Linked DNA regions of Mus musculus: region 1 is linked to region 2. Evidence: chromatin contacts called from public capture Hi-C data. All regions are on one chromosome and are shown on one strand. The core of a region is the stretch at or near the end of the contact, and the rest is flanking DNA. Distances in the headings are between cores, read along the strand shown.

Region 1 (4,053 bases), core at 1,263-3,762, 85 kb before region 2:
GAAATCAATAAGATATCATAAATAGCTCAAAACTTCAAGCAACAGATATATACAGAGATATTAGGAATTCTGAAAAGACCCGATAAATAGATAATTGAACAATATTTGCAGGTCACTAATCACTTGTGTCCCAACAGATAAAATATATTTGGATTTCTGTAAGAAAGGTCCCTTACAATACTGTACATGGTCTGAAATTACAGACTTGTGAGATAGCACATTGAGCCTCCTCATCCCATCGTGGACACCTGGTACTTCCTGTGAGTCACAGGTTCCAGTAACTCAGGCTGGGTTTGAACTCCCTTGGTGCTTCTCCCCAGGTCTCCCAAATGCCAGGACTATAGGTGACACGTGCCTGGATCCCAGCAATTTTTTTTTAAGTTTTTACACATCCCAAATTCTTTCATAATTTTTATAAATATCTTGTTCATGATTTTAGTAACCTCAAAAGTCACTCATTTTTCTCAGTGCTGGAGATATGAACTAGGACTTGTTTATATGTATCACAACAACCATGTGATATATCCCCTTTAATTACACTTGTGTGTGTGTGTGTGTGTGTGTGTGTGTGTGCGTGCACATGTGTACCTGCACACACATGTCATGGCACACATGTAGAGCCAACAGGTAAGAGTCAGTTGTCTCCTTTTCCTATATGGGTTCCTGGAACTAACTAGGTTGTCAGGTTTAGCTGTGTCTTTATCAGCTGACTATCTTACTAGGTTTTTGTTTTGTTTTGTTTTGTTTTGTTTTTTGAAACAGGGTCTCTCTGTTTGCCCTGGCTGTCTTGGAACTCACTCTGTAGACCAAGCTGGCCTAGAACTCAGAAATCCACCTGCCTCTGCCTCCCGAGTGCTGGGATTAAAGGCGTGTGCCACCATGTCCAGCTCAATGTTTTAAAATTACTAATTTTCTAGATTGGCATGCAGAATTGTGTTCTATTCTCACTCCTCACACATGTGTGTCATGCTTTGTCCTCAGTTGCTCCTCCCTGCACTGCTGTGTCCCGTGCTCCCTAGACCCCTCCAGCTGGCTCTCTTTTTCTTCCAGTTATCCCCACTTCTGCTTTCTTGTTACATAAATTCTCTTCTCTCAGGATCATTTCCCCATGGGAGCATGCACATGAGCACACACACTAACACACACACACACACACACACACACATCCACACACTAGAACAAACAAATGTATGCTAATAGATACACACATACAAATAAGAGACCAGTTGTGATATTTACCTTTCTGGATGTGGGGAGTTTTGTGTAATATAATAGTTTCCAGTTCCATTCACTTTCCTGCAAATGTCAGGATATCTATTGTGTATAAATCCTATGTTTGTTTGTTTGTCTGTGTATGGACAGCTAGGCTGATTTCATTGCCATGCTACTGTGAATAGCAATGGAATGGATACATGTGTATCAGTGTCTTCAGGCATGTGTCCAGAAGTGGTGTGTCTGAGAGCACAGTAGCTCAGTGGTTAGTTTCTTGAGGACCCTACTGCTGATTCCTGTGATGGCTTCACAAGGTCACGATTTAGCCATCAGTGAACTTCTTCCTCTCCACGTCCTCTTTGGCCTTTGTCATCGTTTGTTTCCTTGATGTCTGGTGGTAGCCATTCTGATCAAGATGGAGTGGGTCTCAAAGCAGCTTTAATTTGCTTTTCCCTGATGGTTATGGATGTTGAACACTTGGTGAGTTCTCATTGGTTGATTTGCATCTTCTTTTGAGAATTATCTATTCTGTTCATCACCCCATTCACTGATAGATAAGCAGTTCTCAACATGGTCATGGCCCCTTTGGGGTCAAATGACCCTTTCACAGGGGCCTAAGACCATCATCAAACACAGAGACTTACATCACAATTAAAAGCAGTAGAAAATTATAGTTATGAAGTAGCAACAAAAATAACATTATGACATCAAAAAGTGTGAAGGACTACGACGACATTAGGAAGGCTGAGAACCAGTAGATTAGGTAATTTGGGTGGTTTCTAATGTTTAATTTTTGCATGTTTAAAAAGGCTTTTTTAAATATTTATTTTTAGATTTTTTTCTTTAGCTTTATGTGAGTGTTTTGTCTATAAGAATGTATGCACACCACGTGCATGACATGTCCCCTGAGACTGGAGTTACAGATGGTTGTGAGTCACCACCACATGGATGCTGGGAACTGAACCTGGGTCCTCTGCAAGAGCTGCCAGTGCACTTCACTGCAGAGCTGTCTCTCCAGCCCAGGCTTTTTGTTTGTGATTTTTAAAAAATGTTTTTAAATTTAAAAAATATTTTTATTTTGAGACAAGTTTTCAACAATTTGCCCCGGTCAGGCTAGCCTTGAACTTGCAGTCTTGCTCACGCCTGTTGAGTAGCTAGGGTTTACAGCCTATGCTGGGCTTCTCAGTTATTCCTGGTCAAAGAAGTGCTGGTGTAGGCTTACGTGAGTGAGGAAGTGTGTTGATACCACCATGAGTTTGTTCTTACAAGTCTTAGCCATTTAGCAATGAGTCTATGAAAGTTACAACACTCACTTTGCTCTGAGACATTTCCTAAGAGTCTTGGAATGAAGGTCCCCAGGCCTCTTGGCTGTCAAGAGGACAGGAAACCACGCCTAAGAAACTATCCCCCAGATTTCATGGGTAGTATGGACGTTTAAGCCAGTTCCTCTTGACTTGGAACCATCCAGTTTCCTGAGGTGCTTGGCCTGGTAGCCAAGGACATTCTTCAGGGACCGTAAGCCAGGGACCAAGCCATTTGTCCTGAGTAGGCTTGGTTAGATGTAGGACCCACAAGTAAAAACAGCATAGTTCTGTAAGAATGGATAGACACTAGATAATTCAAATCAACAAAAATCAGATAATTCAAATTTTAGTTTCAGTTTATGAAAGCAATGTTTACTGAATTTTTGTAGTATATAAATATCTTCTGAAGAGAAGATTTTTTTAAATATAAAAAGAACATAGCATAAAATATGAATAGTAATCTAAGCAAGCACCTGTAACAATTGTCCCTCCATAGTTCATACATTTCCGTGCTCGTCACGATTTGGGGTTACCAATCTGCTTTCCTGTGTTGTCCTCTGAAGCGCAATGGATGACGGGAAATCCTGACTCAGGCCTTTGGTTATGAGTGAACATTCTATTAATATCCATTATCTTAGAATCTTGTTCCCAAGAATCTATTCTTTGAAGAATTAAGCCATACTTGTCATTTATTTCCTATGCAACTCAGAGACTTTGCCAAACATCAAATTAAAACAGAAACTGTGTTGGAGATGTCTCTGAGTATAGAATGTGTGTGGTGCACTTTGCTGTGTGTCTAATGCTCAGTGCCAGCTGAAAAGCCAGGTGTTTGTACTCCTAGCTTGGAGGCAGAGAGAGGAGGACCCTGGGAGCACTCTGCTCGGTCTCTCTAGTCTAATTGGTGACCTCCTCCAGGTTCAGAAAATATGATCAAGAAAAGCACGTCAAATCGCCCTCTGTCCTGTGTATACACTTGCACACATGCCTACACACATGAACACATGCACACAAACACACACACCGTGCACAACAAGGAAACATGAGTCTTTTATATAGCAAATAATGGCTATAGTTAATTTCCTCCTGTGGTCATTAATATCACAATGGAAAAGGACAAAATCCTCTACCGGCATATATTGAATAACTTTTTCAAATGGGTTTTGATCTGTATTTTAAAATCTTTTATGGTGACTGGGCATGATGGTATATGCTAGTGACCATAGCAACTCAGGAGGATCACACTAGCCCAACTGTTCAAGAAAGGCATGATCCCATATTAAAGCAAACAAGCAAACATACAAACATATGGAATCAAATATGTTGAGAAACCTCCAGAAGCATCCAGAGATTTTAATGTGATGAGTTCTATTCTAACTACTGTCTTTATTCTCTAATGTAAATGACAGCAGTTCCTATTCTAACTACTGTCTTTATTTCTCTAATGAAATGACAGTGACTTTGAAGTATCTTTTTGGGGTATAAATGATATTTTGAGGGGTTTTTTTTCTGTGTTCAAGATTCAGTTTTGGGAAAGTAA
Region 2 (4,172 bases), core at 615-3,114:
CTCTTAACAGAAATACAAACCAAACAAAAAGATCAAAAAACTAGAAACAGCCTACCATTATCTATCAACACTCAAGTGGAAAATGGGCATTCTCATCTTTTTGAACAACGAAATGAACATAGCAATAAAAAAGGAACTGCAAAGAAAACATGCCAATATATATAGTGTGACTCTTAAAGCTCAATACAGGCAACACTAAACTATACAGAAGTAAGCACGCATGAAGGATAAAGTCAGAGGAAAGTAAGGACAGATGGCTAGCTATGAAGATCTAAAGGAGGGGCTCAGGCAGTAAACATGGGACCTGAATTCAGATCCTTAGTACCCATGTACAAGTCAGATATGGCAGATCCCTGGGGCTTGTTGGACAGCCAGCCTAGCCTACTGGATAAATTCCAGGGCAGAGAGAAACATTGTGAGGGCTGGAGAGACAGCAAAGCTTCCTAAGTCAGAACCTTGATGCAGAAGTGAAACAAGAGCCTAAAAAAGAAACAAAACCATTCAACAACCTTAGACTCTAAGTGAAAACAAAAAATTACCACATCTATCCTAACAATATTAATTACCAAAACACAAAGGATGATTCAAAATCAGGCCATTTTTCTTACATAATTCACAAATTAACTTGGATATCTACACTGTTGTCCAATCTACACCCAGGAAAAACAAGACAGACTTCAAGTTCAGGATATATTGTAAGTAAAAAACAAAACCATGGACCCTCTAGAAAATAAAACCTGAACAGTTAGAAAAATTAAACATTTTTCTCATCTTTCTTTAGGCTCCACTAAATTACAAAAGAATAAACATTTTATAAATACAAAAATTTGAAAAGCAAAAGGGACTTATGAGGAGCAATAAAACACCATTTCCATTAGATGACTGTAAATAGGAGCTGTGATCAGTGAAGCTCACAAGTGCAAGTACAGGTCAGGAGACAGCAGTGACCAAGGAGAGATCTGCAAAAAGCACCCTCAATTCAGAGGCTCCAGACTCAAGACACCAAATACACTGCAACAGGAGCAGCAGGCAGGATGGAAACCTACAGACTAACCAAAAGCCTGCCTGCAACACACACCACACAGCCCTCAAATGCTCTGCATTCCCCACCTCCTTAAGTAGAACCCAGGAGATTATCTGTCAGACAAAATGTCATCTGCAGAGAAACTGGAGCCATCTTTTACCCTGTACTAACAAGTGGAAAAGTAGGGGGAAGAGTGGTTGGGAATCAACATAAACTCCCCCTAAAGCTATCAGGTGACAAGTGTTGGCTACAAGGAACTCCACATCATTTATTTGGCACAAATGAAGAAAGGTATGTTTAAAAAACATCAAAATACAAATGAGTAAAGATAGGACACAAAAATACTTGAGAACAGGCTTTACAATATATACAAGACAAGATGAAACTGAGAAAATATATAGCAAATAAAAAAATACAGATGCTAAACAGGCCAAAGTGCCACAATAAGCTGGTTTATGATTCTACCACATCTATATGACCTGTACAGAATGCTAGGAAGAAGGGACAATCAGAGAGCTCTTAAGCTCAGGCTCACATTCCGAGACTGGACATGACTCCCTCCTCCAGATGAATCACACCACCAGGCTTAAAGCCTAGGACTCACAGCCCACAGTGAACCTGCGCTGGCTTGGAGAATGATTCAGCTCACAAACCCCTCACTGGCGTGCTCCAGGTTTAAGCCTTAAGAATGCCCAGCAACTTAAGCTGGGCATTGGTAGATAAAGGAGTTCAAGGCCAGCCTGATCTACAGAGTGAGTTGCCAAACAGCAAGGGCTACTACTCAGAGCAACCCTGTCCTGGAAAAAAAAAAATGCCCAGCAACTTCCCCTCTTGTATCCTTGAAGAGTTCTGACTGAAATTCTGAGGAAACAGAAGCCTTATGAAGAGGCCCTTCAGGATGATGTCATGTACAGAAAAAATGCCAGGCAAAGAAACACTAAAGATGCCAGATACATGAAGAGTGGGGGAAAAAGGAAGCCATGTGTGAACACTTGAGAGCTGTTCGAGATAAAGATCACACTAGTTGTCCACAGCCATACTATCGCGAGTGTGCACCTGACTGCACACAACAGTCACCAAATGAAACCAATAGATACTCAGCTAAGCCTAACTAATCCATCCAATCGCAACAATTACTATTTTAAGGCATTAAGATTTTTTTGTTTTAATCTTTTGAGACAGGGTCTCACAGTACAGCTTTGACTGGCTCCAAATTCAAGAGATGCGTCTGTTTCTACTTCTCAAGTGCCAGGATTAAAGGTGAGTACTACCATCCATCCCCAGCCTGTTTGGGGGTTCTGAGACTGAGTCTTCATTTGTAGGACAGGCTGGCCTCAGCCTCCCGTGTGCCACCACATCCAGCTCTAAGCCATTAAGTTCTGAGAAAATAGGGTAAACATATACAATAAAAACAAAACTTCAGGGCTAAAGAGATGGCTCAGTGGTTAAGAGCACTTGCTGCTCTTGTAGAAGCCTACTGTTTGATTGTTAGCACCTAATGGCAGCTAACAACATCTACTTCCAGGGACTACCAAGATTCTCTACTGTTGCATGTGGTGCACATACATGTAGGCAAAACACTCATACACATATTTTTTAAAACCTTAAAACTTATTATTGTCCGTGTGAAATAGAAAAAAGTTGACAGTACAGCAAAATTTTAAAAGAAAGAGAGAAAAGGTAAGTTGGTTCAGTGGATAAAGGTGCCTGTAGCCAAGCCTGACCACCTGGGTTTGATCCTGGGACTCAGATGGTGGAGAGAACCAATTCCTGCAAGTTGTTCTCTGACCTCCATAAAAGTGCCACCAACGTTCATACCAACACACACACACGCATATACAAATAAAAATAAAATAAAATTAAGAAAAAGAATATAATACAATAGATGTAAAGACTCAAACCAAGAGGTCTAAAAATCTAAAAGCAGCCCAGCATTGACGATACAGCCTGTAATTCTAGCATTCAGGATAAAGACAACCATCAGCCTCAGCTACATATGGTTTTTGAAATCTGCGCCTAAAGTGTACAAGACCATGTCTCCAAAACGTAAAAACAAAATTGAAAAGTCCAGTTAATAAACTCCAAAACAAACAAAATAGACAAGCAAAGTTAACACACAAAAATATGTACCAAAACTCAAGACTCAAATTTGGAAAGGGACACAGCCTTACTCAACGTCCAGCGCAATGAAAGAGAAAAGATCCTGAGTTAAGGACACTGCTGCAGTGCATTACACCAAAGAAAGCACAAATTCCCTGAAGCTTCCAAAGAAAAATCATACATAAGATTCCGGGTGGCATCAGCTTCAGCTACGCCACTGGCTAGAAGACAACAGCATAGTTATTTGAAATTCTTAGGCAAAAATTTCAGCCTAGATTTATTATTCACTCAAACACTGAGTGAAAGAGAACACAACAGCAGCTGATACTGAGGCCACACAACTCCCATGTACAGCACTGCGCACTGCTTTTAGAATACCTGCAGTGCTGACAAACCACTCCGACCGACTACTCTGTACAAGTGAGAAGTGGTCAAAGACTAGGAAGATGGCAACAAGAACCACATTTTGGAACCAGTGTGGGCGGGCTTGTTCTAACACCAACTCTGAACCAGGTTTTTCAAAAGCTAACTCAGGAAATATGCCATTCCTTCATGCTTCGGCCTTTATCCGACAGTGTAATAAATAGAGACGAACAAGAAAAAAGAAAGCCAATAGAGATGACATGAGATCCAGGAATCAATAGATTCGCTCTAGGATAGCAGAAAAGAAAAATCTCAAGGTGACAACTGTACAGGCCATCCGAGAACTCACAAAGACTAATTAATGCAGAAGAGACAGGGACTCCATAGACAGAGGATCCCAGAAAGAGCATGTGACATTTATAAACTGGGAAGTATTACTATAAAAAGAACCCTGAGAAGTAAAAGAATGCACAGGTATGGAAATGCCATAACAGAAAACATGGCTCCCCAAAGTCCTCACAGCACTGATCGTTCATGACTAAGCAATGCTTTAGAAGCAGTAGGTGGTTAAGTAGGTAGTTTATATAAGAGCTAAATCCTCATTTATTGTAATAAAAAGTCAGTTAACTAATAGCTAATTAGGTAAGTCTAAATGTCATGGATGATTGCTGAACTGGTGGAAATT

The links. Capture Hi-C pulls out chosen DNA fragments and counts their contacts.
Region 1: a contact with region 2 is called in a capture Hi-C map of bone marrow-derived macrophages, with 3 times the contacts expected there. The contact joins two enhancer-like sites. A contact is called at or near these places in 2 of 15 datasets of contacts at CTCF or cohesin (large pre-B cells and pro-B cells), 20 of 484 Hi-C or Micro-C datasets (embryonic stem cells, nephron progenitors and peritoneal macrophages), 7 of 115 datasets of contacts at active chromatin or transcription factors (the 230-238 cell line, bone marrow-derived macrophages, embryonic stem cells and 2 more) and 3 of 9 other capture datasets (adipose tissue, bone marrow-derived macrophages and liver).

Annotation. Positions count from the first base shown.
Region 1 is chr9:55,254,315-55,258,367 of GRCm38.p6, reverse strand. All of the region lies in intron 3 of Nrg4 (neuregulin 4), which reads left to right. Among named protein-coding and RNA genes, the nearest start is that of Nrg4, 27 kb to the left of the region's middle. Within about 2 kb of position 2,512, at least 40 of the 459 cell types and tissues checked have an H3K27ac peak or open chromatin away from gene starts, as enhancers often do. A contact at or near this core is called in adipose tissue and bone marrow-derived macrophages, where this site is marked.
Region 2 is chr9:55,168,668-55,172,839 of GRCm38.p6, reverse strand. The region is part of intron 3 of Ube2q2 (ubiquitin-conjugating enzyme E2Q family member 2); the gene reads right to left. Among named protein-coding and RNA genes, the nearest start is that of Ube2q2, 21 kb to the right of the region's middle. Within about 2 kb of position 1,864, at least 41 of the 459 cell types and tissues checked have an H3K27ac peak or open chromatin away from gene starts, as enhancers often do. A contact at or near this core is called in adipose tissue and bone marrow-derived macrophages, where this site is marked.